Regions from separate parts of the Mus musculus genome. Here all the other regions are linked to region 2. A link is a contact called in public ChIA-PET and promoter capture Hi-C data. All regions are on one chromosome and are shown on one strand. The core of a region is the stretch at or near the end of the contact, and the rest is flanking DNA. Distances in the headings are between cores, read along the strand shown.

Region 1 (7,344 bases), core at 2,818-5,317, 690 kb after region 2:
TGCAGAGTGATATATGCCAAGCCCAGGCCATCCCCCAAAATCTATAATTATGAAGCCATGGTGTCTGCTGCTAACAAATAAAATCTTGCTCTTTAACTCCACTGGCTTGGGACAAAAAATAGGCTGAGGTCCTAGAGCTATGGAAATGACATTGTACAAGTACTTGATCTGACCCTTATGGGAAGCCTGGGGCACAATGTGACAGAGCTGTTTCCATACTAAGGCAGAGCCAGCCTGGGCAGTACACATTAAAGCATTTGCCCGCTCGACTCAAAACCCCTTAGTGGTTTCCCAGCACCTTTGAGCTAGCAAGCAAGATTGTCCACATCCTGGGAGTCCTACTTTGCTGTGTTGATTACTGCACCATCCGTGGGGCAAGCAGTGCACTCAATCACCTCCATTCCAACAGACCACCCCGCTCCACCTACCATGCCACCTGGAGCCCCTGTCTCACACAATGCTGCAGGACCCCAGGTTCAAATTAGTTGAGAGCAGGTGCTAGGGGTGAGTTGGAGTAGTGGTGCTGAGTCCTTCCCATTTCCACAGATTACACCTACTTCTACAAAGGCCGGGACTACTGGAAGTTTGACAACCAGAAACTGAGCGTGGAGCCAGGCTACCCACGCAACATCCTGCGTGACTGGATGGGCTGCAAGCAGAAGGAGGTAGAGCGGCGTAAGGAGCGGAGGCTGCCCCAGGATGATGTGGACATCATGGTGACCATCGATGACGTGCCAGGCTCTGTGAACGCTGTGGCTGTGGTTGTCCCCTGCACACTGTCCCTCTGCCTCCTGGTGCTGCTCTACACTATCTTCCAATTCAAGAACAAGGCGGGTCCTCAGCCCGTCACCTACTATAAGCGGCCGGTCCAGGAGTGGGTATGAGCAGCCCAGAACCCTCTCTGTCTACCCGGTCTGGCCAGCCAGGCCCTTCCTCACCAGGGTCTGAGGGGCAGCTCTAGCCACTGCCCACTGGGGCCAGCAGGGCCCTAGGCCAGGTTCGTGTGTAGCTGAAGTGGTGGGTGCACTGGTCTAGGCTGAGTGCGGGGCAGGGAGTGATGGTGGCTATGCCCCAGGTTGGGTAGCTGGCACCCAGCTGCCAGCCTTCTGTCCTGGGCAGACCTCTCTCTACTCAAGGGAATAGGCCAGGCCCTGTCAGGAGGCAAGGATGGTGCCAGGAGGTGCCCCTGAGGTCATTGCATCCTGTGGTGTCTGCAAGATACCACAGCTCCAGTCCTGGCTGGGACCCAGCCCTCTGAGGCAAGCCAGCACTAGCTCTCACCCCCACCCCAAGATGCCACCAATCCCAGTCCCCTCTGCCAACACCTGCTGGTCAGATGTCCCCTCATCCCTACCCTACTATCCTCCAAGGCTGCAGTGCCCCTGATGCCAACAGAGTGGGCAAAAGCCTGGGTTTCCCCTGCTAGCCCATAGAGGATTCCTCAGGAAACCTGTTCCACCCGCCAGGTCTCCTCTGAGACTCAGAACTTAGGGTCACATGCTGCAGGCAAGGCTGTGGCCCAGCTGGATCTCACAAGGACCCAGCTGTCATGTCGTGAATATTTAAATGTCCTGTCACTACTGTTTAAAGTCCCATTTTGCAAAGGCTACTTGAGGCTTTAGGTCAGCTAGAGGTGACTGTCTTGGTGATGAGGCCAGTATGGTGGCCCTTCCTTGGGCACTAAGGACCACGGTGCTGCAAAGGCCACTCGGGCATCCTGATACTAGCGGGCATCCTGTTCAGGAGGCTCAACAGCTGCAGGAGCTGACCCTGGTTCTGGGGGCGGATGCAAGTTTGTGACCATTCTCTACTCCCCTTCATTAATGTTGTCCCCTGCCCTGCTCCAGCCTGTCCTCTGTGGCCTGGGGGCTCGGCCTGACTACAGGTAAAGCAGAGAGGATTCTAGAGCCACCCTTGTCATCTTCTCAGAGTAAGGGACCAGGGCAGCCTTTTAAGTTCTCCATCTACATCCCCAGTGACCCTGAGGCAACTCAGCTCCAGCCTGGAGTCGGTGTTTGTGCTCCTATCTTGACCCTGGCAGCCCAGGTCTCTGGGTCCATCTTCCTGCACTGCTCTTAGAAAAAGGGTCCTCTTCCCAGCTGGTAGCAGCCCCAGGCTTTGGGGTTTCCCCCAACTCCCTAACCCAAACTACCTTTTTGTTGTTTGTTTTAACCTGAGGCCCTTCTTCACATCTGACAGTTCCTAAGTCTTGGTTTGGCTTGCTCCAAAACCACTGGGTGCAAGTGTCACTCACTGGCTCTCTGCCAAACCCAACGGTGGTATGAGGCGGCCATCAGGGTGCTAGTGGGTCACAGATACCAACTCTGACCTCTGAGCCTGCATGGGCTTTGCCCCTGCCCTGTGGTCTCTCGCCCTGTAGCACAGACAGAGACTCTTGATGCCCTGGGAGTTGTTGAGTAAAATCTCTTGTCCCAGAAGCACCTATGTGGGTCCACTGTGTCCCATCTCACCATTGTGTTCTTGCTCATTTTGGCCAAGGGCAGGCTCCCTGGGGCAGGCGGGGAACAACTGCAGAGATTTAGTGATTCATAGGTTTGTACAGCGTTTTATACTTTGCAAAGCACTTTATTAGCTCACAGCTGTCCACTCACATGAAACTCCTGTAGGCTCTGAGAGAGGCTGAGGGTAGCACTCATCTTACCCTCAGATGAAGCACAAGGAGGTCTTATTATCTGCCCCTGCCATCCAGGTGGCCCTGGCTGGGTCTTGTGTCCCCATCAGTGGGCCCTTCCAGGGTCCGAGAAAACTGTCTCTTCTAGTCCTCTCCTCTGGGCCTCCCTCCCCCAGTCCCCTGGTCCCTCTCCTCAGGTTGGTGCTCACTTCTTGAAAGCTCTAGGCCCCGCAGGCTCCCTGTTGGCTCCTGGCATTCCAAGGCCAGTTGCGAAAGAGCAGGGGATGGAGGCAGGCAGCCCAGGCTGCAGATGTGAGGGACACAGGGCCGGGCCCAGAGAGGGCTCAGCCTAGAGGCTTCCAATCTTGGATTCTTCTGCCTGCGGTCATCTGTTTGTCCATCAGCCCAGGTCAGAGCAGTCAGAGGGGCAAAGTACTAGAGCCCCCAGAGCTCAGCTTCCCCTCGGCCTGGGTGACATCACAGCATCTCAGTGTCGGTCACATTTTAAACTGATCAGCCTTTGTACAATGTTTTTTAAATCATTTCTAAATAAAACAGAAATACAGTGTTTTTTCCCCTGGGGTATGGGAACAAAGACCAGGGCATATGTGTGCCCGTAAGAAGTTTCAGGGAGAAAAGGGTACCCTGGGAGTGTACTTCTGCAGTTGCCTCGTGCATCTTCTAACCAGCAATCAATGTCCTGTCCTCCCCACCCCACCCCAACCCGTCACCCAGGAACCTCAGGAGTACGGGAGGGTCATTGTGGCAAGACTTCTCTGGAGACAGGGCACATGGGGCTATGGCCAGGCAGCAGCTCAGTTCTAGCGAGGGGGAAACCAGGATTCAACAGCATCAAGAGCCTGCCAGGACGCCTCATCTGATCCTGGCTCTTCCTCTTAAGGAAATCAGCCCAAGGACAGAGCTGAAAGGGGGCGTGGGAATGAGCTGGTTCGGGGGTCTGTCAAGTCTGAAGCTGAGGTGCAATTCTCTGAGGTGGCCCTGAGGGACTTTCAGTCTCCGCGATCTTTCTTGAATCTCTGCCCAGAGGGAGTAAGACAGGAAATCACAGGGTGAGGAGATAAAAGCCAGGCCAGGCCCAGGAGGGCATGAAGGCCAGGGGTGGCCGGGTCAGTACCAGGACGTGCAGGCGATTAGAAAGCGCACGTCGTCCAGTGGCCCCCACGGGCCAGGTTCCGGCTGAGGCTGCTGCGGACCCTGCGGCGCTGGAGGCTGGGGCTGCGCGGGCTCCGGGCCATCCTGGCCACCACTCAGGAGAGCGCCCATGGTCTGTAATAGAAGCCCATTTGGTACCATGCCAGAGCAAGTGTCACCCCACCCATCACCACCCTCTACCCGCGCGTGTCCTCACCTCAGGCAGTAAAGTGAAAGCAGAGCTGCACGGAAGCCGTCTGGCCTGGGAGGAGCAGCGTTATGACGCAGCCGAGACAGAGAAGGAAGGCCTTCGCACGCCAGGGGCGGGCCCCGTGAGCACGGGAAAGGCAGGGCCACTAGCCAACCACGCCCAGGGCCCAAGGCTCCGCCCCACTTAGAAGAAGGCCCTGCTAGAGCCACAGGAGGCGGCCTGGCTTCCCAAGGAGGCTACCCCATCTTCAAATTCAGGCAGGACCAGAATGCACTGCAGCTGAGTGCCTATGGCCTCACAAAGGCCCTGGCAGGGAGAAGAGCTGGGTGTCTCATTCTGAGGCCAGGGAGGGCCGAGAGGCTGGAGCTGGCTTGAAATGGAACCCAGAAGCCAGCACTACTTCCTCTTGTTCATCTCTTCTTTGAGGGGTGGGAGGGATCTCATTATGTATCCCTAGCTGTGCTAGAACTCAGTGTGTAGCCAGGCTGACTATGAACTGGAGATCCCCTCTGCCTCCGGGATTACTGGTGTGTTCCACCACCCCCTGCAGGTCTCCCATCCTGTTGAGGGAAAACACTGCATGTCATCCCACCCAACTTCCCCACAACCCAGGAACTGCTGTAGAAGGAGGTGTTGCAAACTGAGGCCACACACACACACACACAGCACACTGAGGATGGTGGGAGGCAGTCCTTTAATGGGGTGGGGCACAAGATAGCAGAACTTTCATCCAAGAGCCACAAGAACTGAAAGCCAGCATGACAGGGCAGGCTTTCCAGTAACAATTGTCAAGAGATGGCACAGGTGAAGGGTTGGGCAATCAATTCAGCTCTACCGAGCTCTGCCATGCCCCACTGCCAGCATCTGGTACAGACTAGCTCAGGCATGGAAAATGAGCCAAAGTCCAGAGGCAGGAGCCCACACGGCAGCATGGACGGTGACTCATGTGAGGCTGCAGAGAGAGGAATGGATTACATATCAGGAGCTGTTTTACAAGGTACACGTGGCCCCACCCTAGACCTGTTCTAGTTCAGTCCTTGAAAAGCCACACTTGGAACCCCACCTGTTCCAGGGTTCCAGACTGACTATATCCTGTGTAAGATCAAGCCTAAAACTCCCCACGTTTGAGACAGGAGCAAGGAAAAGTCAGTGAGAGCAGGATGTGCCCAGACCAAGCCTCTCAGAGACCAGGCCAAGGCCAAAACTGCCTTCCTTTTCCAGAACTCTTCATTACTGCTGATACAAAAAGTCACAAATACTAGACTGAAAAACAGACGTGCTCTCTCTAAGGATTAAGTGGATCACTGGTATTGGAGGAAGTAATCATTCATGATACTGAAACCGAGGTGCTCACTGTGTGCAGCATGCACAGGCTCGTGTCAGCTCTTTCCTCGGCTGCTTCTTCACTTTCCTTTTTGAGTCAGGGTCTCTCACTGAGCCTGGAGCTCACCATGGCTGCTAGGTGGACAGCCAATGAGCCCAACGCTGGAATGACAGACATGTGCCACCAAGCTCAGCTTTTATGTGGTGTGGGAATCTTAACCAAGTCAGTCCTCACTGCTTTGTACAGCGAGCGTTTTACCCACTAGACCGTCTCCCATATCAACCTGATATCTTCCCCGTAAAATCCATGAACACCTCAAAACAAGTCAAAAAACCCAAAGGAAACAACAGTCTTTCCTTCTCTTCCAAGTCTAAAAGGACAGGGAGTGTTCTGATCACGTTAATACCGCCTGGCACATAAAACGCTGTAGAACTTCTCAGGCTGGGCTGGGTGTAGCCCTACAGGACAGCATTTGCCTGCAGTGCATAAGCTCTCAATTGTTCACCAGCTCTGACAGCAGAGTTAGTCAGGGTGAATACCAACATGTCGTCATCAAAACTAGTAGCTTTAAAAACACATGCACATAGCCAGGTGTGGTGGCACAACCTCTAGCTCAGCAGAGCCAGTCTGGGTCACATGATACTTCTATCATTTAAAGAACCAGAGTTGGATTATTATTTCCACCTATAGTCAGAACCTCTGATTACACTGGGAACCTACATAAACAAGCAACCCAACACCCAGCAAAACTCAAAATCTCAGGCTAACAGTCCAAACTGCCTGATATGGGAATTTAAAGCCCTTCGCATTCAGAGAAAACTTGTTTCCTTTACATACTCAGTGTTTTCCCATCTCTCTGTCTGTGTGAGGTTCTTCCTCACTCTTTTCCAGTATTTAAACAACTCCTCATCCCCTAAAACAGACTAAATGTCACTCAAGAGACTTCTATAATCCCAGGAAATTTCTCACCAGCTTCACAAGCTGCCCATACGGGAACTTAAGTAAGGAACTGCTTGTTTCTCCTGTAACAGCTAAGAGGGATAGATAGCATCTCCCATGCCCATGTGAACCCTCAGAGGCAGGATATAAAGCCACACCACCCAACTATCCTCAACACAGCCATGTCCACCTTGTCAGCACAAACAAATGCACTAGGATGAGGACCGCATTCCACGGAAAGCAGAGCATCTGTCCCTGGGCACTTCTCTACTTCTGAGTTTCTAGCCTCACAGAGGTATCTGTGTTAGTTGGACATGGCATGCCTTAAGAAAGGTCCCGGGCAGGCTGAGAATAGGCGCCCAACTTCTTAGCATCTTCTGCTGCTGCTCTTCCAGGTAAAAATAAAAAGTCGGGCTGGTGAGATGGCTTAGTGGGTAAGGGTCCGGAGTTCAAATCCCAGCAACCACATGGTGGCTTACAACCATCCGTAACAAGATCTGACTCCCTTTTCTGGAGTGTCTGAAGACAGCTACAGCGTACTTACATATAATAAATAAATAAATAAATAAATCTAAAAAAATTTTTTTTTAAAAAAACAAAAAAATAAAATAAAATAAAAAGTCTTGGTCCAACCTCCCAAGGAGTGAGAGTCCGTGTCCAGCTTGGGTGGCTTTTCACCACAGAAGTCTGGATCGCAGGCTCTTGACCTTCCTCGTGCTGTGATCCTGAGTACAGTTCCTCAGGTTGTGCTGACGCCCAACCTTAAAATTATGTTTGTCACTACCTCAGAATCGTAATTTTGCTGCTGTTATGGATTGTAATGTAAATATCTGGTATGCCAGATATCTGATATGTGACCCTGTGAAAGGGTTGTTCGGGCCCCAGGTTGAGAACTGTAGGTCTAGACCATGATTTCAATACAAAACTCACCTACAACTTGTTTAAGAGCACCACAGCAATCTGGGGTCTCCTCAGTGATTAAGGAGGCTTGCCACCTTCCCTAGCCAACAGCTATTTTCTATCTCAGGTCTCAGGCCACTTGCTGGAGACAGTGGACACATGTGCAAATACAAACTGTAAAACATG
Region 2 (7,267 bases), core at 2,864-5,363:
AGGCTTCTTGGAGAACAAGCAAGTACCTATTTCAGATCTGCCTGAATCCTCACCAGATCCTGAAAGGTGGACTTGTAACCATTCTGAAAGGAATGAAGACAGCAAAAGAGACCCTTGTATGCCTCCCTTCAGCTATCAAACTATTGGGACAGGGGAACCCAAGAAATTAGAATCTTTCCAGGAGTCTCATTCACGTGTAGGGAAAGGCCAGGGCCCTGGAGCCAGGCAGAGGAGAACTTGGCTCCCACAAATATTTCACATAGTTCCGACAACTTACCAGGCTACCTTCCAAGAGAAACTGGAGCCCAGACAATGATTGTGAACAAGACCTCACTTTAACCATGAGTGCTTAGTTATGTATACCTTTTGCCCTCCATTTGAACCTAATCTTCATGACAGGGCTCTAAAGTTGGACCCGAGGGGCTCACTGGACCTCTGTTGTTCTCACCATGTTCATATTGCAGCAAATCTCCTTTGTTTGCTTGTCGAGGTTATTTTCTCTTTGGTTGGTTTTTTGGAGGGCTAGATGGGCTAGCCTCGCTTCTGGGCTGAGCCTCACATCTCTGTTCCAGGATCTACTACTTTCATATTGGTGATTTGGTTGTTGAGGCTCAGATGACTGTAAGACTTTGTAACCTTGGCTTGGCACTTGCGTGTTTCCCTGGGCTGGGTTGCTTTTCATTCCCCTCCCTTTGCTGGGTATTCTAAATTCTTATTCTAGATTCTCAAGAAAAAATTTCAACTTAGGTGATTAAGGTGTTAATTGTTAAGTCGTCTTAGTTTAGATTTAGAACCCTGACCTTCATATAATATCGGAATGTGTACAGCCATTCCATGTCCTTGGATTCGGGGCATCAGATAACACAAAACACGTAAGTTGGTATGATGTTGAGCTTGGAGAGAGGTAATATGTTTGTTACTTGTTCTAGGTTTGCCCATCACCATCCTCACCCTCCAGTGTTTTCTTTTTTGGGGGGTGGGGTTTCGAGACAGAGTTTCTCTGTATAGCCCTGGCTGTCCTGGAATTCACTTTGTAGACCAGGCTGGCCTTGAACTCAGAAATCTGCCTGCCTCTGCCTCCTGAGGGCTGGGATTAAAGGCGTGCACCACCACGTCCGGCTTCAGTGTTTTCATTTCTTATAAAAGCCCTTCATTGGGCTGGAGAGATAGCTTATTAGTAGGTAGAGTGCTTACTGCACAAATATAAAGTTGTGATTACCAGTATCCATGTCAAAAGCTGGGCTTGGTGACACATACCTGTGATCCCAGTACTGGAAAGTGGGAAAGAGGAGGACCCCTGGAGTGTGCCGGCCAGCCAGTCTAGCTGAATTGGTGACCTCCTGGCTTAGTAAGCCACTCTATCTCAGAAAATAGTGATTGAAGAAGACACTTAGATTCTACCTCTGCCCTCTGAAATCCCTCAACCCCAGAGACAAAAACACACAGAGACACACAAATACACACACAAACACATACACTGAGCCACACAGATATACAGATAAACGCACACGCACATACACACAAACTTTGTGACCTCAAGTTTCCTGAGATGAACCTTGGAGGCACTGGGCTCCACCTCCTCAGGATGTCAGTCTCTGAATAAACGTGGTTTCCTTCTCATCATTTTCCTCTAGAAAAGGGCTGACATTCAGTGACAAGCAGTTGGACATTGGTTCAGTAACAGTGAGTTGTTGGGAGAAGGACTGAATTTTAAAAATCCATATTTCTCTGAAGTCCACATTGTTAATTCTTGCTAGTTCCTGCCTTGCAGGTCAGAGATGATTCCCCCATTGACACTGGCAGAAGGCTAAGGCAGTATATAGTTCAGTAGGTCACAAAATGTGATTCCTGGGTGTCAGCATCACTGGGAAAATGCCCATTCTTGGCTTCATCTAGAACTTTCTAAACTTCTAGGGGTTAGGTCCATCTTAGGGACATAGCACATGTATAGTATATACAAATCCAACATTAAATCCCCAGAACAATAATTTTTTAAAAAGATTTTCTTGGGAGAAGTTTGGAGTATAGCTTTTAACTTTCATCACGTTAGTTTTACCTACTATCATAGAAGTTTTCAATTGAGCTGGGCAGTGGTGGCGCACGCCTTTAGTGCCAGCACTTGGGAGGTAGAAACAGGCGGATTTCTGAATTCGAGAGGCCAGCCTGGTCTATAAAGTGAGTTCCAGGACATCCAGGGCTTCACAGAGAAACCCTGTCTCAAAAAAACCAAAACCAAAACAAACCCAAAAAAGGAGAAGTTTTAAATTATGGGGCTTGGCCAACCAATCTACAAACCTGACTACTTGGGTTCCACCCCTGCCTGATACCTGGATCCCACAGTGGGAGCCGAGAACCAGTTCCTAGAAGTTGTCCTCTGACCTCCACACTTATAAAAATAAATAAAATAGAAATGCAAAACCCATGTAGGCAAGCTGAGTGTGGTAATTCATGCTTGTAATCTCATTACTGGGAAGGTTGAGCGTGAAGCATCCTGAGCATGAGGCCAGTCTGAGTTAGTTAGTGAGAATTTGTCCCCTAAATAAAGAAAAAACTGTAGATAAAGATTATCTGGAACTAGATGACTTGGCTTGGAACCTTGGTTTCTGTGTTAGTGATCTTGGGCCAATTAATAATTTCCTTTATATTCAGTTGTTTTCTGTACAAAATAATAAAGTAACAAAATATATTTATAATATTTGTTAAAATATCTTATAGTATGCCCAGTGACAAGAATCATCTGGGATGCTAGTTTAAAAAACAAAACAAAACGAAACAAGAAACCAACCCAGATTCTCCTAGAGCACACCACTCTCTCAATATTGGGGATAAAATCTTGGGCCTCATCAATGCTATGTAAGTATCTACTAGTGAGTTACATCTTGAGCCAACTCTTACAGCTTAATCCCTAATGTGGCAAACATTGGCTGGAAGTGCAGAAGAACTTTTAAATACTTAAACACACCAAACCAAAACTAAAAAACAAAAACAAAATCCCAAAAACCCAAACCCAGGGTTTCACCACGTAACCTCGGTTGGTCTAGAACTCTCAAGATATTTGGACATGGCTAGCCTTGAACCCACAGAGATCCATTTGTCTCTGTCTTCTAATGGAACCTGAAGCTTGCTGTGTGGTCTAGGGCGTTGACTAGGGAGCTCCTATGTCTGCCCACCACTGTTAGGGGTCCGTTGGTGCCAGCTTTTATATGAATGCTGGGGTTTCAAACATCCTTGTGCTTGCATGGCAAGAGCCTTTACCCACTGAACCATCCTCCCAACTCAGAATCTTTTTTGTTTAATAAACTCAGCACATAATTCATAATATGGTAGTTTCAAAGGTATTTCGAAAAGTTTAAGTGACTTTCTAGATAGTTTCCTTACGAGGAAACAGGATAAACAATAATAGCAAAGTTTGCTAATTATCACGTGCCTCTATTATTACCACTGCACAGCCTATTAATTCGGTAGGATTAGATGTGTTTTGCCTGGGTTAAGAAGTTTAATTTAAGCATCTGAAAAGGTAACCAATGGCATCTTTCACATAGTTTTGTTGTAAACGTTTAGAAGTATGCTTTTCAGTTTTTATAACTCATGCCGCCTTGGCGCTGTCAAGCTGTCACCCTCCTAAGAACTTCCTGTCAAAAGGTGGAGAAAGGAGAATTTGAACCCAAACAGTGTAACTCCAGAAGGATAGAACCGGCACAGTGCTTCATAAATTGTGATTCCTGCTGTTAGGAGTATCAGGAGAGAACTTGATAAAAATGCAGATTATAAAGCAACCCCTATTCCATCCCAGATCTACTGAGTCAGAAACTGGCGGTGGAGCTCAGCAGTCTGTTTTTAAAAGCTGTTCAAGTGATTCTGAGACACGCTAGCATTTGGTAACAGTCTTTAGAGGTCCTGGCGGGGAAGAAGGGGTCAAAAGGAAGGAACGAAAGAAGAAAGGAAAGAAGGGAGAAAGGAAAGGAGAAAGGAAGGAAGAAAAGAAAAAAGCCTTGGAGATGTAGAGAGCAAGGCTTAGTGTCCACTTCACCTGGAGGTGAGGAAAAATGATTTAGGAGGCTGGCGCGCAAGGCCTGCTGGGGCCTGTAGTCCGGACTGCGCCGAGGAGGCCGCGCCTGCGCACTAGGTGTGAAGTAGCTCTAGTCGCTGTAGTCGGGGCTCGGGACCGGCTGCCATCTTAGCGGAGGGACTGAGGAGTCGTCGCCGCCCCGAGTCCCGGTAAACACGCGCAGGCAGACTGGGGTCATTTCTGTGGCTTGGAGGGAGTTTGGATGAAAAGGCATGGGGAATGCGAAGGGTAGAGGAGTGTGGCGCTCGAGTCTGGACCTAGAGCCGGGGCTGCTCTTCCCGCAGCCGGTGTCCGTGGGGGGCGCCCGGAGAGCCGGCTGGTGGCCCGAGCCGAGTGGCGGGTGGGTCAGCAGGTCGAGCCGAACTGCTAGTGCTTGGCCTAGGCGTCCGGAGCCTGTAGGCCCGCGAGCCCCAAGTTGGGAGAGAGCCGAGCCGCGGCGGACGTGGGCAGGGTCCAGCCCCGCGCCCCGCTGCCGCGCCCGGGGGTTCCTCTCCCGCGGCCCGGCCTACGCGCGGGGCCCGGTGGCAGCGGCCCGCCCGCGCGACGTGGCCCTTTGAGGGGCGGCGGCCGGGCCCACCTGCCACCTGGCAGGCTCCCCCCGAGACTTTTCCAAGCTCCCACTCGCAGAGGACCTTCCCCAGTGACTGCTTCCCCTTCTGTCTTGTACTTCCCTCCTCCCTCCATTGTCCCCACTCATGGTGGTCCCGGCCCAGGCCGGCGCCACCGACTTTTGCAGACGTGGAGCTGTCACAGCCCTTTCTACCGAGAGCGTACTTTTCTTGAGCAAAGAAAAAAGTAGAGGTGAGCGCATTTGAAAGGTGGAAGCCCAATGAGGGCAGGACTTTTAAATAGAAGACTTGAGTTTTGAGACATAGTTCCCGGCTGCAACTTCAAGAGAGAAAAAAAATATATAAGGGTCAGTGCACCCGAAGTAGGCATTGGGCCTAAAGTTAGAGATGTGACCAGGTGACTTGCAAAGTACCCCAAATTCACAGTTCCCCACTCGCTTGTTTTCTTGGCTGTGTTAGAATCCTAATCCTGTTGAGACTTCTGTTCCTCTTTAAGCTGCAGTGAACTTGTTCTAAAGGGGGCAGTGGGGAGAAGAGGGAGGTTTTCTTCTTCACAGTTGACAGAACACCATCTAGCCACCCATCATCATTCTCTTAAGTGGGTGGTTCTCCTGTATCCTTATCTTAAGAAAGTAGGTAAAGGCTGTGTATGTTCACTCCCAGGATTGGCAGAGGGCTTGGTTCTCATCTGAAATAAAGTCTTTTGGGGGCAAGTTTGAGATTCAGCCTTGTGTATCACAGGGTTACCTAAGGCTTAATTTTGCAGGTTTAAAAAAGATTGAAATTTTCTTTTGAACAGTGAATATACTTTGTATGTGTGAGTTCAGGAATTCAAACTTCAGATGTCAACAAGGATATATATACTATGAATCCAAAAGCAAGTGCCTAATACTTTTTACTGTATTCTAGAGTAAATTCTACATTCTTTAAAACAAACAAACAAACAAACAAAACAACAACAAAGATTTACTTAAGAGACAGACTGATCCATGGTCCCAAGGTTTGGCCATTAGTGTAATTACAAGAGCTTTTAATTTTTTTGTTTTTGTTTTGAGACATGATTTGCTCTGTATCGCTGACTGGACTAGAACACACTGTGTGTAAACCTAGGCTGGCATCAAACGTCATTCTGTCTTCCTGCCTCTCCCTCCCAAGTGCTGGGATTATAGGTGCTTAACCAACAGAGTGGGCTCGGGAGAAGTTTTGAGATTTGTTTATTTGTGTGTGTGTATGTGTGCATGCGCACACCATGACTTGAGTTGGAAGTCAAGAGTGTTTCCTCTTTCCTGTGTGTTCTAGGGTTCACACTCAGGTCATCAGGCTTGCATAGCAAGTGACTTTCCTTGCTGAGCTATTTTGCTGGACCAGGAGAGATTTTTGAAAGTAGAGTTTTCAGCTCAGTTGGTAGAGTGCTTGTTTACCACACACAAGGCCCAAGTTTATTTAGCTCTCAGAAGCATTGGGAGGTGAGGCCGCCTGAAGTACTTGAGACCCTTTTTAAAAAAGTAGATGCTCTCAGGTCTCAGTTTTGAGATAGAATAGTGGGTCTGGATTGGCTTCTATAACTTTACTTACAGATGGGCTGTAGGTAGTTGGGATGGTTTTGGGAACACTGAGGCAAATCATAGTATGGTTATAACAAAGACAGCACAAAAAGCTTTGAGATGGGGGAGGAAGTGGAAGTGGCCTGTGTGGGATTGTTGAGGGAAGTGGCAAGACCTATGTATGAAGGTCAACATGGTTAGTTCCAGGCCATCACAGCTACCTAGTGGGTCCTGGCTCAAAAAAGGGTTAGTCTATGGACCCGAGGTTCTAGAGCAGTGGTTCTCAAGCTGGGTTTTGGCCCCTTTGGCAAGCCTCTAGCTCCAAAAATATTTACATTGTAATTCATAACAGTAGCAAAATTACAATTATGAAGAAGCAGCAAAAAATAATGTTATGGTTGGAGCTGGTAAGCCCCATGAGGGACTGTACAGCATGAGGAACTGTATTAAAGGGTCACAGCCTTAGGAGGGTTGAGAAGCAGTGGGTTAGAGGATGAGTAGGAATGGGGCAGAGGTGAAGAAAGGGAAGGAAATACCTTACTACCTCGAGGCGTGTGTCAGTTAGGAAGGTGGGAGAAAAGGAGCGCAGGGTGTGGGATGCAGGGGCCTCAGGACCAGGAGGGCAAAAGGACCTGTTCTGGAAAAGCTCTGCGTACAGTGCTAATGCTCGTGAATTTGATGTCGTGAGAGATCAAGGCTTGGGGAAAGGAAGTGGTCTAAGTTGGTGTTTATTTAAAAAAAAAATGGCTCTGATGATAAAAGTGAAAGGGCCAGAGTGACTGTGGCAGAAGTGTCCCTTGTAAGTGACAGGCTGGCCTTGGCTGGGTGTTTCATTTGGCTGAAATAATAAAGTTGCTGTGTCTGTTTTAGGGCTAGTCTGATTGAAGGCTACCTTTTCTCTTAGGATGTGTTCATTAGCATCTTTGAGAAATTAGAATCAGATTAGATGCAATTTGGAAGAGAACTTGAGTTTTGGACTATAATTGATTATTATCAGCACATCAAGCCATGCTTTGTCAATGTGTTTTCCAGTCACAGAGACTTGGTGCTTGAGCTTTATATTTGGAAGAGACTGTCTGTTTTAC
Region 3 (6,610 bases), core at 824-3,323, 980 kb after region 2:
CAATGTGAGTCTAAGTTACAAGATCCTATGGCCAGTGAGGAACAAACAAGCAAACCCCCAAGATCCAAACAGCACAGCAGCTCTCTGCAAACTCAAGTGGGACTTTCTGACTGGCAGTGGGGTCTAGCATCTGGCACACAGTATAAAACAGAAGTTTAATGATATAATAAGTTTTACACCTAAGAACTGTACCAACAACTCCCAAATGTTCAATATGCAACCAATCAAAACATTCAACATGCCACAAAATTGTAAAAGAAGCCTAAAGTATATAACTAGTAGCCTAGAGCAGTAACCACCACAGTGGTTTGATGGTCTCAGATCCGAACATAAAATTATACATTACAATCCACAGTGACCAACATTTAATCAAACACAAGGTGATATAAAAATATAACACGTTTTGATAAACTATCCAATACGCCTTGTGAAATCACCTAAACACAAACATTTCATTTCCTTCCAAAATTATATTCGAAGTTATGTGAACAGTTCTTCCACAATCACTTTCTACAAATCCAAAAGTCTCCATCTCATCAAAAGCAACAAGTTTCAAAAACAAGTACATCAGTTTTATTTACCTATTTTTTTTAAATAAAGATTTTTTTGTAGGATTTTTTTCCAACTGCAAACGCTCTTTAACATTTTAACAGTATACAATGGTTAACAAGGTCCCGGACAATTTTTGTTTCTAAGACTGAAGTTCACCAAAAATTACAGCTCAAACTATCCAAAAAGCCCTGAAAGAAATAGTCTCTCCCTTGAGTTGCCATCCATCCTAGTTTTTTCCCACCAAGTCATATAATAAGATTCGCATCAACTTAAATCTTAACGTACACAATAAAATGGTTTCTGCCAACTGCACACACTCAGTCATCTCGGAATCTAGGAGCCAAGAAGGCTTTAGGACCCAGAATACTTCTGCAACACAGCCTGTAATTCGCAACTTTATCTACCAGAATGAATGGATCTTTAGCACTTGAATAAACCACAGGGGACTCCTTAGAACTTCCAATAAAACACACACTTAGGTTACTAACTCGCTTACTAACACGGGCACTCCAACCTGCTACGTTAGTCCATACCCCAATACTAACCTGTAGATCTTTAAAATGCCTTTCCTTCTATTTTACGCGGCTGCAAAGTGGCGCCGCCAACCTTCAGACAGTAAGTAAGCTATCTAAGACACCCACCCTCCTTCCTCCAACTCCCAAAGGTGCTGCAGATAGCAGCCCCTCCCCTAGTTGGGAATCAAGGACCAGCCATCCTAGCTACAATTCTTCAAGCCTCTCCGACCTACAGGGCGGCTCCAATCACCTACACTTAGGAAGCCCCTCCTCAGCGCTAGACCTAGGAAGCTATACACTGCAATCCCTGCACCTCCAGGCCCTAAAAGCGACCGGTTCCCAGCCTCCCAGGACACCTTTCCTCCCCATAGGAATGTCCCTAGTGTAGTCCACTTTTGCAGGTCATAGGCCACTAGGACCTCTTCACTTCGGGGCAGAGGTGAGAGTTAAAACCTCGTTCCCGCTTAAAGCCAACGAAGCCTTCCCCACTAAGCGTGCAGGCGTTTTCATCGCAATCCCCCCCCCCCCGACCCGGTAGTTCGCAGGCCGCGAGGCCACCCGATGCTGGCCGCTTCCCCTCTCAGGACCACCGGGCATCCCCGCTAAGGCCCTGCTCCCACTTCGGCACGCAGACTCCACCTTTCGCATCCTCGGAGGCCCCGGAGCGTGAGCGGCGCCCCAGGACCCCCGCAGCCCCGCCGCGACCCTTTGTGTTGGGCGCTCGCGGCCGCGGGCTCCGAGGCCTGGGAAGGCCCCGCCCCGAGGCACCAAGGAGGCGGCTCGAGCCCCGCACAGCCCCGCCCGTTCCGGGGCTGCGGGAGTCTTACCGGGGAGAGCTTGCGCGGCACCAGAACCCAGACCCGAGTTACCCCCCGCGCGAGTGCCTCAGCCCTGCGGCCGACAGCCCCAGCCCGAACGGCTTTCCCGGAGCCCACTGCAGCCAACACCTCCACAGCCGCTTCACAAAATGGCCGCCCGCCCGCTCCGGCGCTCCGCGTTCCCGGAGTAGGCGGGGCGCCGCTGCCGACGTCACCTGATGGGAGACGCAGGCGCGCTGAGGATTTGGGGTGGGGGCAAAAGCTCGGAAGTTGCAGGTATTTGTGGTGAACCCGGTATTTTAGTAGCTGTTTGCAAAGTCAGACCTGAAGCTATTGTCCAAGGTTCCTTGCAGAGCTTTTAAAGTACAGGCTCCTTTGGCTCTTGGAGACCCCCGTGAAGGGAGAAAAACAATGCCTTCACTGCAGAACTGTCTTGAGGATTAAACGCACCAAGAAGCAAAAGCTTGAACCTTTTTTTGACTATTGAAAAAAAAAAAAATGGGAGGCAGAGGCAGGCGAATTCTGAGTTCGAGGCCAGCCTGGGCTACAGAGTGAGTTCCAGGACAGCCAGGACTATACAGAGAAACCCTGTCTCGAAAAACCAAAAAAGAAAGAAAGAAAGAAAGAAAGAAAGAAAGAAAGAAAGAAAGAAAGAAAGAAAGAAAGAAAGAAAGAAAGAAAGAAAGAAAGAAAGAAAGAAAGAAAGAAAGAAAGAAAGAAAGAAAGAAAGAAAGAAAGAAAGAAAGAGAAAGAAAGAGAGAGAAAGAAAAGAAAGAAAGAAAGAAAGAAAAAGGAAGGAAGGAAGGAAGAGAAAGAAAGAAAGAAAGAAAGAAAGAAAGAAAGAAAGAAAGAAAGAAAGAAAGAAAGAAAGAAAGAAAGAAAGAAAGAAAGAAAGAAAGAAAGAAAGAGAAAATAATCCTGCTTGGCAGTGGTGGCACAAGCCTCTAATCCCCGCACTTGGGAGGCAGAGGCAGGCAGATTTCTGAGTTTGAGACCAGCCAGCACTACACAGAGAAACCCTGTCTTAAACACACACAGAAAGAAAGAAAGAAAGAAAGAAAGAAAGAAAGAAAGAAAGAAAGAAAGAGAGAGAGAGAGAGAGAGAGAGAGAGAGAGAGAGAGAGAGAGAGAGAGAGAGAGAGAGAGAGAGAGAGAGAGAAAGGAAGAAAGGAAGGAAGGAAGGAAGGAAGGAAGGAAGGAAGGAAGGAAGGAAGAGAAAATATTCTTCTGCCATGGGGCTGGAGAGATGTCTCAAAGGTTAAAAGCTCATACTGCTCTTCCTGGCATCTTAAATTCTATGAGCTACATGGAGTGGCTCACAACCTCCTGTAACTCCAGCCTCAAATCTGACTCCCTCCTCTGGCCTCTGTAGGCAGCGACACTAATATGTACAAACTCTCACACAGAGACATTAATAAAAATAAATATAAAAAGAGTAAAATATCTTTCAATATTTCCTATAATCCCCAGTATTTGATTATACAGGGAGACCTAGGCTCTACCAGACTCTGCCCCTTGATTTTGTGTGTGTGTGTGTGCGAGAGAGAGAGAGAGAGAGAGAGAGAGAGAGAGAGAGAGAGAGAGAGAGAGAGAGAGAGAGAGCGCATGCGCGCGGGCAAATAAGAGGGATGGAGAGAGAGAGGAGAGAGACAGAGAGAAAGAGAGAAAGAAAGAGATTTTCTTGCCTCTATCTCCTGGAATTTTGGTGTGTACCTCCTTGTCTGGACCTAAGCTTTTCATAGTCACTGTGCCTTAAGATCAGGATCAAAAGCCTGTGACTTCCATTTCTGAATTGTTGTTCATTCCAGACTAAAAGTCCTAGAGAAGTCAATAACCCAGTAATAATGATGCCTAATATAATAGAACTATTCTGTGTTAAATGGCAAATGAATAAACAATAAGCTTAGCTGGGTAGGACCAAGCCCCAAGGTCACCACGCCCTTAATCTGCTTGAACAAGGGATTCAGCTCCATTTCCCTACCTGAACCGGATATTTTATATTTTTTCCTTTCTAAGCTTGCTACGCTTGTTCAAAATGCTCTTCATGAGACTTTCCCAGAGAACAAAGTCTCTAAAAAAGTTGGGCTTTTTTGAGATTTCCTTTGTCAATGTAATTAATATAAATCCCTTTACCTTAGCCTCAGCCAGACTCCTCATACAAGGGCAAAAAGTGACATATTCTTCTCCAAAATATCACAAGAGCAGTCTCTAGGCCACATACTGAAATTCTTCTTCACTGAAACCTCTTGGGCCATATCTACACAGTTGAAATCACCCTCAGCACCTATGTCTTCCATATTCTTCCTAGGATAGCCCTTTAAGCCCCACTTAAACCATTCCACTGTTTCCCAAATCCAAATCCCCAAAATCTACCTTCCTCCCAACAAAAACATGGTCAGGCCTATCACAGCAATACCCCACACCTAATACCAACTTCTGCCTTAATTAGGGATTTACTGCTGTGAACAGAAACTATGACTGAGGCAACTCTTATAAGGCCAACATTTTTTTTTAAGATTTATTTATTTATTTATTATATGTAAGTCTTAATAGCGTTCGCGCGCCCGACGAGGAAGAACACAACAGACCAGAATCTTCTGCGGCAAAACTTTATTGCTTACATCTTCAGGAGCTAGGAGCGCAAACCCCCAGCCCCAAAAGCGAAAGCCCCTTCAATAATCTTTAGGAGCCAGAGCTCCGGCGCGCTAAAGCGCAGAGCGCGCTCTATTGTTTACATCTTTAGGCAGCGAGAGAGCGCAGGGCGCGCAGAGCCAGAGAGATGCCAGCGAGAGAGAATGGCGGAAACCCGTCTCCTTTTTAGGAGAGTTATATTTCGCCTAGGACGCATCACTGCCTGATTGGCTGCAGCCCATGGCCGAGCTGACGTTCACGGGAAAAGCAGAGTACAAGTAGTCGTAAAATACCCTTGGCACATGCGCAGATTATTTGTTTACCACTTAGAACACAGGATGTCAGCGCCATCTTGTGACGGCGAATGTGGGGGCGGCTCCCAACATCTCCCCCTTTCCTTTTAATAAGAGCAAATAGGCCACCCAACTAATGAGAGTGGAGATAGAGGTCAAATCCCCAGTGTGTAGGTAAAGGAGCCATGTACAGGATTAGCTCTTAGGCTCACAGGCTTTTACCCAGAGCAACCCTGACCTGCTCCCGTGTCGTTTTGCCTGGAGAGAAGGACACTTGGACACTCAACCTTCTTGAAAGATGACATGTCTCCCTAGAATAGGCTCATATATGCCGTAGAGCCTTTCTACTGCAGTGCTTAGCCGTGCAACTCTCTCGGGCTGCTGAAGCACACTCACTCTATCCCGTGCAATGAGTCTAGCCTCGTGAGATGTAAGAGCTGAGTGGCCAGCGACCTATTGCCTAAGCATAGATATATCAGGGGAAGCTCCATGTTCTAGTCCTGTAAGCGCCTGGGCAATAACCACCTTGTCTCTCCTAGTTTGGGCCTTAAGCTTACAGACCAATCAAAGAAGCAACACTAATCCACAGCAAAGTGTATCTCCAAATAATATTAATCCCACCCATTCTTTAAAGAAGGGAAATGCTGAGGAGATCCAATTGGGTAATCTTTTGGTCAGGGACAGGTCCAAGCGCGTGGAGTTGACCTGAAGTCTCAATTCTCGAAGGATCTGTTCAAATTCAGCCGTCCAATTCTGTAACATATACTGAAAAAGACTTTTTGACAAATTAGCTGTCCTAGTAAATTTCTCATACTGAATGGAAGTAACACACAATCTCGGAAACTTTTGTTTACACCCCAGCTGAGCTATTTGCCATAATACATCTAGTTGTTCCTAGACAAGATCTATGAGTTGATTAACCAGCATGAGACCTCCCTGTATCTTGACATTAGCTGAGGCCTGTTTATCTATGACTGTAGTCACTGAGGCTGACAAAGTGTTAATGGTGTCAGTTGTCTGGACCTGTCCAGACAGAGCCAAGGCTGTCTGAATCAAGGCTAAACCCAGTTCCTAGTTAGTGTAAAAAGGCAGGAGAATACTTGAGCATTATACATCACCGTCATTGGGAGTGGAAATGTCGACATTATCCCCCAACGCTGCTCTCTCTTTATTATTGACGCCCTGGACATCACCAAGACGAGGGACATCAGTATTCCCTTGGTCAGTCTGGATTTTTCGGGTGAGTCTTTCTGGTATCCAAAATGGGTTGTCTTCATTCTGTGGGAAAACACAGATAGCTCCCCTGGATCTTATCAAAATAGGATCCAGGCCATACCATTTATTATCAAGGACATTTTTCCATTTAACCATCTCATTGGGCCTATCTGGCTCTGTACAATGACGTTTAGTCGCAGTATGGCCATGAGCATCAATATTTAAAAAATTGAGTGTAAAGAGTGCCATAGACACAGACACTCTTGGTGCTCGGGGTAAAATCTCTTCAATTCCCCTCTTCTGTTTTATAAGATAGGCTTTGAGGGTGCGATGCGCACGCTCAACAATACCCTGTCCTTGAGGGTTGTATGGAAGTCCAGTCAGGTGGGTTACGTCCATCTTACGGCAGAACTGCTGAAATTTTTGAGACGTATAAGCTGGTCCATTATCAGTCTTAAGGAGTTTGGGTTTCCCCCAAGCACTCCATGTCTCAAGGCAATGTTGAATCATATGTGAGGCTTTTTTTCCGGTTAACGGAGAAGCAAACATGATGCCAGAACATGTGTCAATGGACACATGGAGATAT
Region 4 (6,533 bases), core at 149-2,648, 530 kb before region 2:
TATTTATTTATTATATGTAAGTACACTGTAGCTGTCTTCAGACACTCCAGAAGAGGGCGTCAGATCTCATTACAGATGGTTGTGAGCCACCATGTGGTTGCTGGGATTTGAACTCTGGAAGAGCAGTCTGGGTGCTCTTACCCACTGAGCCATCTCACCAGCCCTGGAGCACACTTTCTAATGAGAGACATGGACCAGGAAAAAGATCATCCAGTGTCTGATGACAGGTACTATAGAGAAAGAGGGTGAGGAACAGGAAGCAGTGATCTGAAAAGGGTTCGTGAGCCAGGCAGACAGCGTACCTGTACCAACATCCGTCAGCGGACAGACAGACACACACCAGGGACTGTACTCTCCATTTCACACATCGCCTCAATCCTCAAACAGTATAGAAGTGCTCTGGGGGACCCATTTTCTAGAAAGTGAGACCCAGAAAGCCAAAATGGTTTGTTCGAGATCAAGATCATGGTAGCTGACACCAGGTTTTTTTAAGTCCTGGCAGTTGACATACTCACCACCATGCCACACACTGCTACCAGCTCCTAGAGATAGAGACTTTGGTTTCTTCTCTGAGAGTCACTGCTCACGCAGTGAGAGCAGCCCCTCACTAACTGCTAAGGGATGAGGGTTAACGAGGCTGGAACTCCCATCTGGGCACCAGTCAAGCAAAACGACCCCAAGATCTCCTCTCCTACCTAGGAGGGAAGGAGAGCAATTTACCTAGCAAACATTAGCTACTTTTTCTTACATACAATCACTGTCACTTCTCACGAGACCCCAGTGAAAATGAAGGGTGAGGTGAAGTCACATATAGATGTGAACCTGTTAGGAACTTTACTGAGGGAACCTATGAGGCAGTAGGTGACCACTTGCTTGCTAAAGGACAAAGTCCAGTTTCTTTTGTGTATACAGAGCCACAGAAGCCAAGTAGGCCAAAGGGGACAAGGTAAGATGAGATGAATTAGACCCAATGAGGGGATACAGGTGCTGAGGAGGCAACTAAGCCAAGAGTGCCAGGTTGGAAAGGACAGAGGACCTAGAAGCAAGACAGAGGAAGCCCCAGTTTAGGACTGGTAAGGTGACTGGAACCCTGAAACCTACGTCTGCTGCACCAACGGGGCACTGAAATATACAGACATCTGAGGCCTAGAGAGAGCACAGCTCAGGGGCCCCGGGCCTCGAACTCGCGACCCCAGTTAGGCCCGTCCTTTAGCTCCAGCCGCACTCTGCGGCCCTACTCACACAGCCCCGTTCCGGAAGCCCTTTATCACGGCCAGCGCAGCGTGGTAGCGGCGCTGGCGCAGCAGCTTGTTGACGGCCTGGAGAAGAGCCTGTAGCTGCGGTGGGGCGGCCATAGCACCGGAGCACTCGGTCAAGGGTCCTGGCTGGCCAAGAACTGACAGCCCTGGGCTCTGGCTACACAGCTCTCCGCACTGGAGAGCCCCGCCCTGCCGTTGTGTCCATAGGCTGAGTCTGCCGTCAATCATAGAAGAGAGCCAGTCATAGAGCTCATTTGTCTGCAATGGGCTGAGAAGTGCTTACTCTTCGAAATATCTGTCTGATTGGAAGAGAAAGGAGAGTCGGTAACCAATCACCATGACTCAGAAGGTCTCACGCAGGATTTGCCCAATGAGAAGGCAGTTTTCTTAGGGAGAAGTTTGTTTAATTGTGGGCTTGGGAGGGGTTTGCTGTTCTCTTTCGAGTTGGAATGGGTGGTGTTTGGAAGTGACGTTGGACTTGTCACTTGTCACACTTGATAATTTCGATTGCCTAGCGAGTATCACAGCTAACTTCTCAGGACAGAAATTGCATGCCACTCTTGTCGTTTGGTGCTTTAAGACAGAATCTCTTATAGCCCAGGCTAGTCTTAAACTAGGATCCCCTTGCCTCCACCTCCCACATGCTGGGTACCTTTTTCTACTTATTTTTAAAATACAAACTCCCAGGCACCCCCAGGAGCAGACCTACTTACGTGACTGCCAGTCTTTGCCTCCCGTTTCACATCTGCTCTTCTCTCTAGTCTACTGACTTAGTTTCCATTCCTTGAGTATGCCAAGAACCCCTCAGCTTCAAAGGAGTTACATCTGATATTTCCCTTTTTGAAGCACATTCTTTGTACTTCCGATGACTGACTTCTCGGTATGCAGGTGTTGGCTCGGGTGGCACCACCTACTCAGGGGAGCCTGCAGGATATCCCACCGGCTGTAGCACTGGTTGCTCTGACTTACTAGTCCAAGTTTTCTGTCGTTTTGTTTTGTTTTTCCCTATTGAACTCTTTATACATTGTAATTGTTATTACTTACTACTTGCTCAATGTCAATCTTCACGTGGACTATTGGGTTCTTGGAGCCAGAAAGCTGTTTGTCTTATTTTCTGCTGTAACCCCAGTACCCAACACAAGTGTACAGAAGCAGTAAAGATAACAAAGTACCACTGCCAGAATATTGCACAAAACATATGATCACAGCCCTGACTTGAAGACAAGAAAGATGGGCAGAAAGAATGGAGCCAGGTTTGGCCAAGTGTCTTCACATCAAGTTCTGTCAAGACCTGGGACACCTGATGACGACTGAGGCCCGTACAGCAATGTGTCTGTCCTGGCACTTGTATATCCAAGGCCCCACTCACCAAGACCACTGTCGATTATGGTCATAGCATGGGTAAATCTTCATGGATTCCTGTTAATAGATAGCTAATAAGCCCAATATGTTTAGTTATACAATCCTCTTATAAACTCAGAGATGCTTAAAAGTGTGAGGAATGAAAAAGTGTGAGTGAAAGTTGGTAGCTAGTTAACAAGAAGACTCTGATACTGGTAACTAGATAGTTAACAAGAGGGCTCAGTTACTGGTAACTAGATAGTTAACAAAAGGGCTCAGATACTGGCGAAACAAAGCCACTCATGACAGAGAACCTTGGCAAATATTGACCCTGTGAATTTCAATTTGTCAACCACACAGGGCATGCGATGCAAGAGTAAAAGTCCAGGAGGCTTAGAGCAGACCCTCTGAGTCAATCAGAGATGGCCCCCTAGGGAAACGACAACAATAACAACCAAAAGGGTTTCACCTCCCAGGCTAATGTGACAGAAATCATTGTATAACCATTACCCCAAGGAACGCCAGAAAAAGGCTGCTTCAGAGTCAAACACAGCAGTTGAAGAAAAAGGAAAGGGGGATTCTTTTTTAAAGCTCTTTCTTGGACAGTGTGGCTGATAAGACTTTCTGCACCCTGAAGAGTGGGGTTCAGTATGTCAGAAATCTTAAGCTATGCCAGCTGTGGGGGTGCACATCTGTAATCTCAGTCCTGGTGAAGCAGAGGCTGAAAGATCATGGACTTCAGTCCAGCCTGGGCTATCCTAAAGACCCTAGTGAGGCATTTGCCACCACGCCCACCTTGTTCTTTTTTAAAATTTTTATTTTCAGTGTTGTTAAGTGTGTCTGTTTAGATGGTGGTGATCAGGGATGCTGGAGTCATTTGCGAGCCACCCAACCTGGATACTAAGAACCAGACTCAGGTTCTGAGCAGGTGCAGTCTATGCTCCTAACTGCTGAGCCTTTGATCTTCTCCAGTCCCTGGAAATCTTTTCCTCAGTATAAAAATAAGGAAGACTCCTCAAGCTATGCATGGTAGATAATTGATGCCCCCACACCCTTGTGTCGGACTTAGGGGTGGAGATTTGGCTAAAGTGACAGCGTTCACCTTGACAGCTTGAGAGCCTGAGTTGGGATTCCTGGAACCCCCCCCAAAAGTGCTTGTTGGGGTGTGTGACAGCCTAGTGCTCGCTATGAATAGGCTCACTCAGGAGGAGGAGCTTCAGGCTAGCCAAGGCTACACAATGACACCTTGTCTCAAAGCACGGTGGAAAACAGCACATCTGCTTTAGGATCCTGGGATCCAGAGACCCCACAATAGAATCCACAGGTGGATGACCGGCCTGTCATCAAAGATAAGAGGATTCCAGTGAGATGCTAAAAAAAAATCAGTAGATCAACACAGATGATAAAGATTGTAATTCAGGCACAGACTTTTTTTTAAAAAAATTTTAAAGGTATATTTATTATATGTAAGTACACTAGCTGTCTTCAGACACGCCAGAAGAGGGTGTCAGATCTCATTACAGATAGTTGTGAGCCACCATGTGGTTGCTGGGAATTGAACTCAGGACCTTCAGAAGAGCAGTCAGTACTATTAACCGCGGAGCCATCTCTCCAGCTCCTGGCACAGACTTTTAAGAAATAATGTTGAACACAAAATTGAAAGCTATCTCTGAGAACTGAACTTGTGTCCTCTGCAACAGCCATCTCTTCAGCCCCAGGATTTTTTTTTTTTTTAATGTGAGACAGGGTTTATCTATATAACCCTAGCTGTCCTAGAACTCCATCTGTCAAGCAGGCTGGCCTCAAACTCAGAGGTTCATTTGCCTCTTCCTCCAGATTACTGGCATTAAAGGTGTGTGCTACCACCACGCAGCCCCAGGGATAATTCTTAATATATCAAATTAGTAATCCTAGCGCTTGAGAGGCAGAAGCTGGAGGACCAGGAGTTCAAAGTCACGCTCAGCTTCAGTGACTTTGAGGCTGTCTAGGCTACATGGGACCCTGTCACAATCTCTTGTTCCCTTTCAGTTCTCACCGGTATGTGTGGCTGCGTGTGAGGAGGGGGGAGGGAGGGGGAGAGAGGGAGAGAAAATTTTGGAAAAGAACTAAGCAAAGCTACTAGAAATGTCACCTACAACTACACAGAGAATCAGTCCCTGAGTTGTGACATGTGGCCCAGCATTGGGAGTGTTTGGAAACAATTGGGTTTGGCAAAAGTCTTCATGTATGCGATCTCTTGGTAAGCCCTTTCTTAGGGATGAGTCAGTTTCTACCTTTCTGAGCCTCCCATGGTGCCAAAGGGAAAAATGTTGCCACACACAAACATGTATTACCTAGTGACCCATTTTCATTTTTTTTGCACAACTCTAAGCTCCTCAGGGCAAATCTGTTTACTTACCTTGACCCAGAAATATAAAATTTACTAAGGGTGCATCTAAAGAGTGCTAACTGGCTTCCTGGATGCCTTTGTGTGTATGGTGCTGTCAACCCCTGGGCCTTAGTCAGACTGAGTGTCCTGCCACAGAACTATACCTATAGACCTTAAATGATGTGGTACCAGTCTCCTTCTTATAGAAGTCTGTGAGTTAAGTATTATAAAGGATGTCAGCTAACTTATGGGAAGCAGAGGGATACAGAGGCAAAGTAACTTGCCCTGATAAAGGTCTGGAGGAGAGATTTTAATCCGGGTCTCCTGGCTTGTCTCTAAAGTCTGTGATCTTTTGTTTTGCTTTTTAAGATTTATTTATTTATTTTGTGTATATGAGTACACTGTAGCTGTCTTCAGACACACCAGAAGAAGGCATCTGATTCCGTTATAGAGGGTTGTGAGCCACCATGTGGTTGCTGGGAATTGAACTCAGAACCTCTGGAAGAGCAGTCAGTGCTCTTAACCGCTAAGCCACCTCTCCAGCCCAAGTCTGTGATCTTAACCACATAGTTTGTTAGTACTGCCATGACAAAGTACGACAGAGACTTGCCAACAGAAATCTATTGTATCAGAATCCTGGAAAGTGGATGTTAAAGACCAAAGTGTTCTTGGGTCAATTTCAATTCTTTGAAGATCTTTCTCCCTTGCTTTTAAAAAGTGACTTAAGGTGAGTTCTCACGTGGTTACCCCATTTTTTTAAAAAGCGATTCTTATGCAGTTGTAGTATAAACCTTTAATCTCAGCACTGAGGAGACAGAGAGGCAGGAAAATCTCTGGGTTGAGTTCCAGGTCAGCCAGAACTCCATTATGAGACCCTGCCTCCAAAAAAATTCTTTTAAAAATGGTATTTATTGATCCATCTGCAAAAGACATGTATGTATGTCACCAAATGGATCAGAGGACAACTAGGAGTTAGTTCTGTCTTCCAACACATGGGTCCGGAGCCTCCAACTCCAATCCTCAGGCTTAGAGGCAGACCCTTTACTCAGTGAACTATAATAATATAGATACATAAATATATCTGCATGTATATGTTATGTGTATGGGTATTTTGCTGGCAAATATGTCTGTAAACCATTTCTGTGCCTGGTGTCCACCAAGTCCAGAAGAGAGCATTCAGATCCACTGAAACTTAAGCTCCTGACTGTTGTGAACAGTCATGTGGGTGCTGGGAATCAAAACCAGGTCCTCTGGAGAATATCCAGTGCTGTTAACCACTGAGCCATTTCTCTAGCTCCCACTTTGTTTTTAATGTGCTTTAAAATCACATCTACTTCCTTAGTGTGTGCATGTACACACACACCACAGTGCCCATGAAGTGAGAAGACAACTGGCAGGAACTCATTCTCTCCTCCCACCATGTGGCAAAGTCTCTTCTTCACTTGTTGAGCCATCCTGTCAACCTCACCCCTGTCCCCCGCCAACCAAGGTCTTCTATATCTCAGGTTGCCCTCAAACAGACTCTGGCTGAGAATGGCTTGATTTTCCTGCATCCCCCTGCCGAC

Evidence for each region. Promoter capture Hi-C pulls out the DNA fragments that hold promoters and counts their contacts. ChIA-PET counts read pairs in DNA pulled down with a chosen protein or histone mark.
Region 1: an RNA polymerase II ChIA-PET map of memory CD8 T cells shows a contact between it and region 2, with 15 read pairs. The contact joins the promoter of BC029722 here to the promoter of Itch in region 2. A contact is called at or near these places in 4 of 115 datasets of contacts at active chromatin or transcription factors (astrocytes, bone marrow-derived macrophages, effector CD8 T cells and 1 more).
Region 3: a promoter capture Hi-C map of pre-B cells shows a contact between it and region 2, with 2.1 times the contacts expected there. The contact joins the promoter of Rbm12 here to the promoter of Itch in region 2. A contact is called at or near these places in 2 of 39 promoter capture datasets (liver and pre-B cells) and 1 of 115 datasets of contacts at active chromatin or transcription factors (astrocytes).
Region 4: a contact with region 2 is called in an RNA polymerase II ChIA-PET map of memory CD8 T cells, with 8 read pairs. The contact joins the promoter of Pxmp4 here to the promoter of Itch in region 2. A contact is called at or near these places in 2 of 115 datasets of contacts at active chromatin or transcription factors (memory CD8 T cells and microglia).

Annotation. Positions count from the first base shown.
Region 1 is chr2:155,815,165-155,822,508 of GRCm38.p6, forward strand. It overlaps BC029722 (cDNA sequence BC029722), which reads right to left and starts at 4,068. Exons shown (of 2, transcript NM_001384169.1): 1 at 4,002-4,068; 2 at 2,566-3,919. The coding sequence starts at 3,916. The coding sequence ends at 3,761. It overlaps Mmp24 (matrix metallopeptidase 24), which reads left to right. Exons shown (of 9, transcript NM_010808.4): 9 at 547-3,202. The coding sequence ends at 884. It overlaps Eif6 (eukaryotic translation initiation factor 6), which reads right to left. Exons shown (of 6, transcript NM_010579.2): 6 at 4,673-4,947. The coding sequence ends at 4,938.
Region 2 is chr2:155,129,368-155,136,634 of GRCm38.p6, forward strand. Itch (itchy, E3 ubiquitin protein ligase) reads left to right here and starts at 4,114. Exons shown (of 25, transcript NM_008395.3): 1 at 4,114-4,218.
Region 3 is chr2:156,109,892-156,116,501 of GRCm38.p6, forward strand. It overlaps Rbm12 (RNA binding motif protein 12), which reads right to left and starts at 2,074. Exons shown (of 3, transcript NM_029397.3): 1 at 1,895-2,074. It overlaps Cpne1 (copine I), which reads right to left and starts at 2,074. Exons shown (of 16, transcript NM_170590.3): 1 at 1,895-2,074.
Region 4 is chr2:154,602,275-154,608,807 of GRCm38.p6, forward strand. Pxmp4 (peroxisomal membrane protein 4) reads right to left here and starts at 1,399. Exons shown (of 4, transcript NM_021534.3): 1 at 1,243-1,399. The coding sequence starts at 1,355.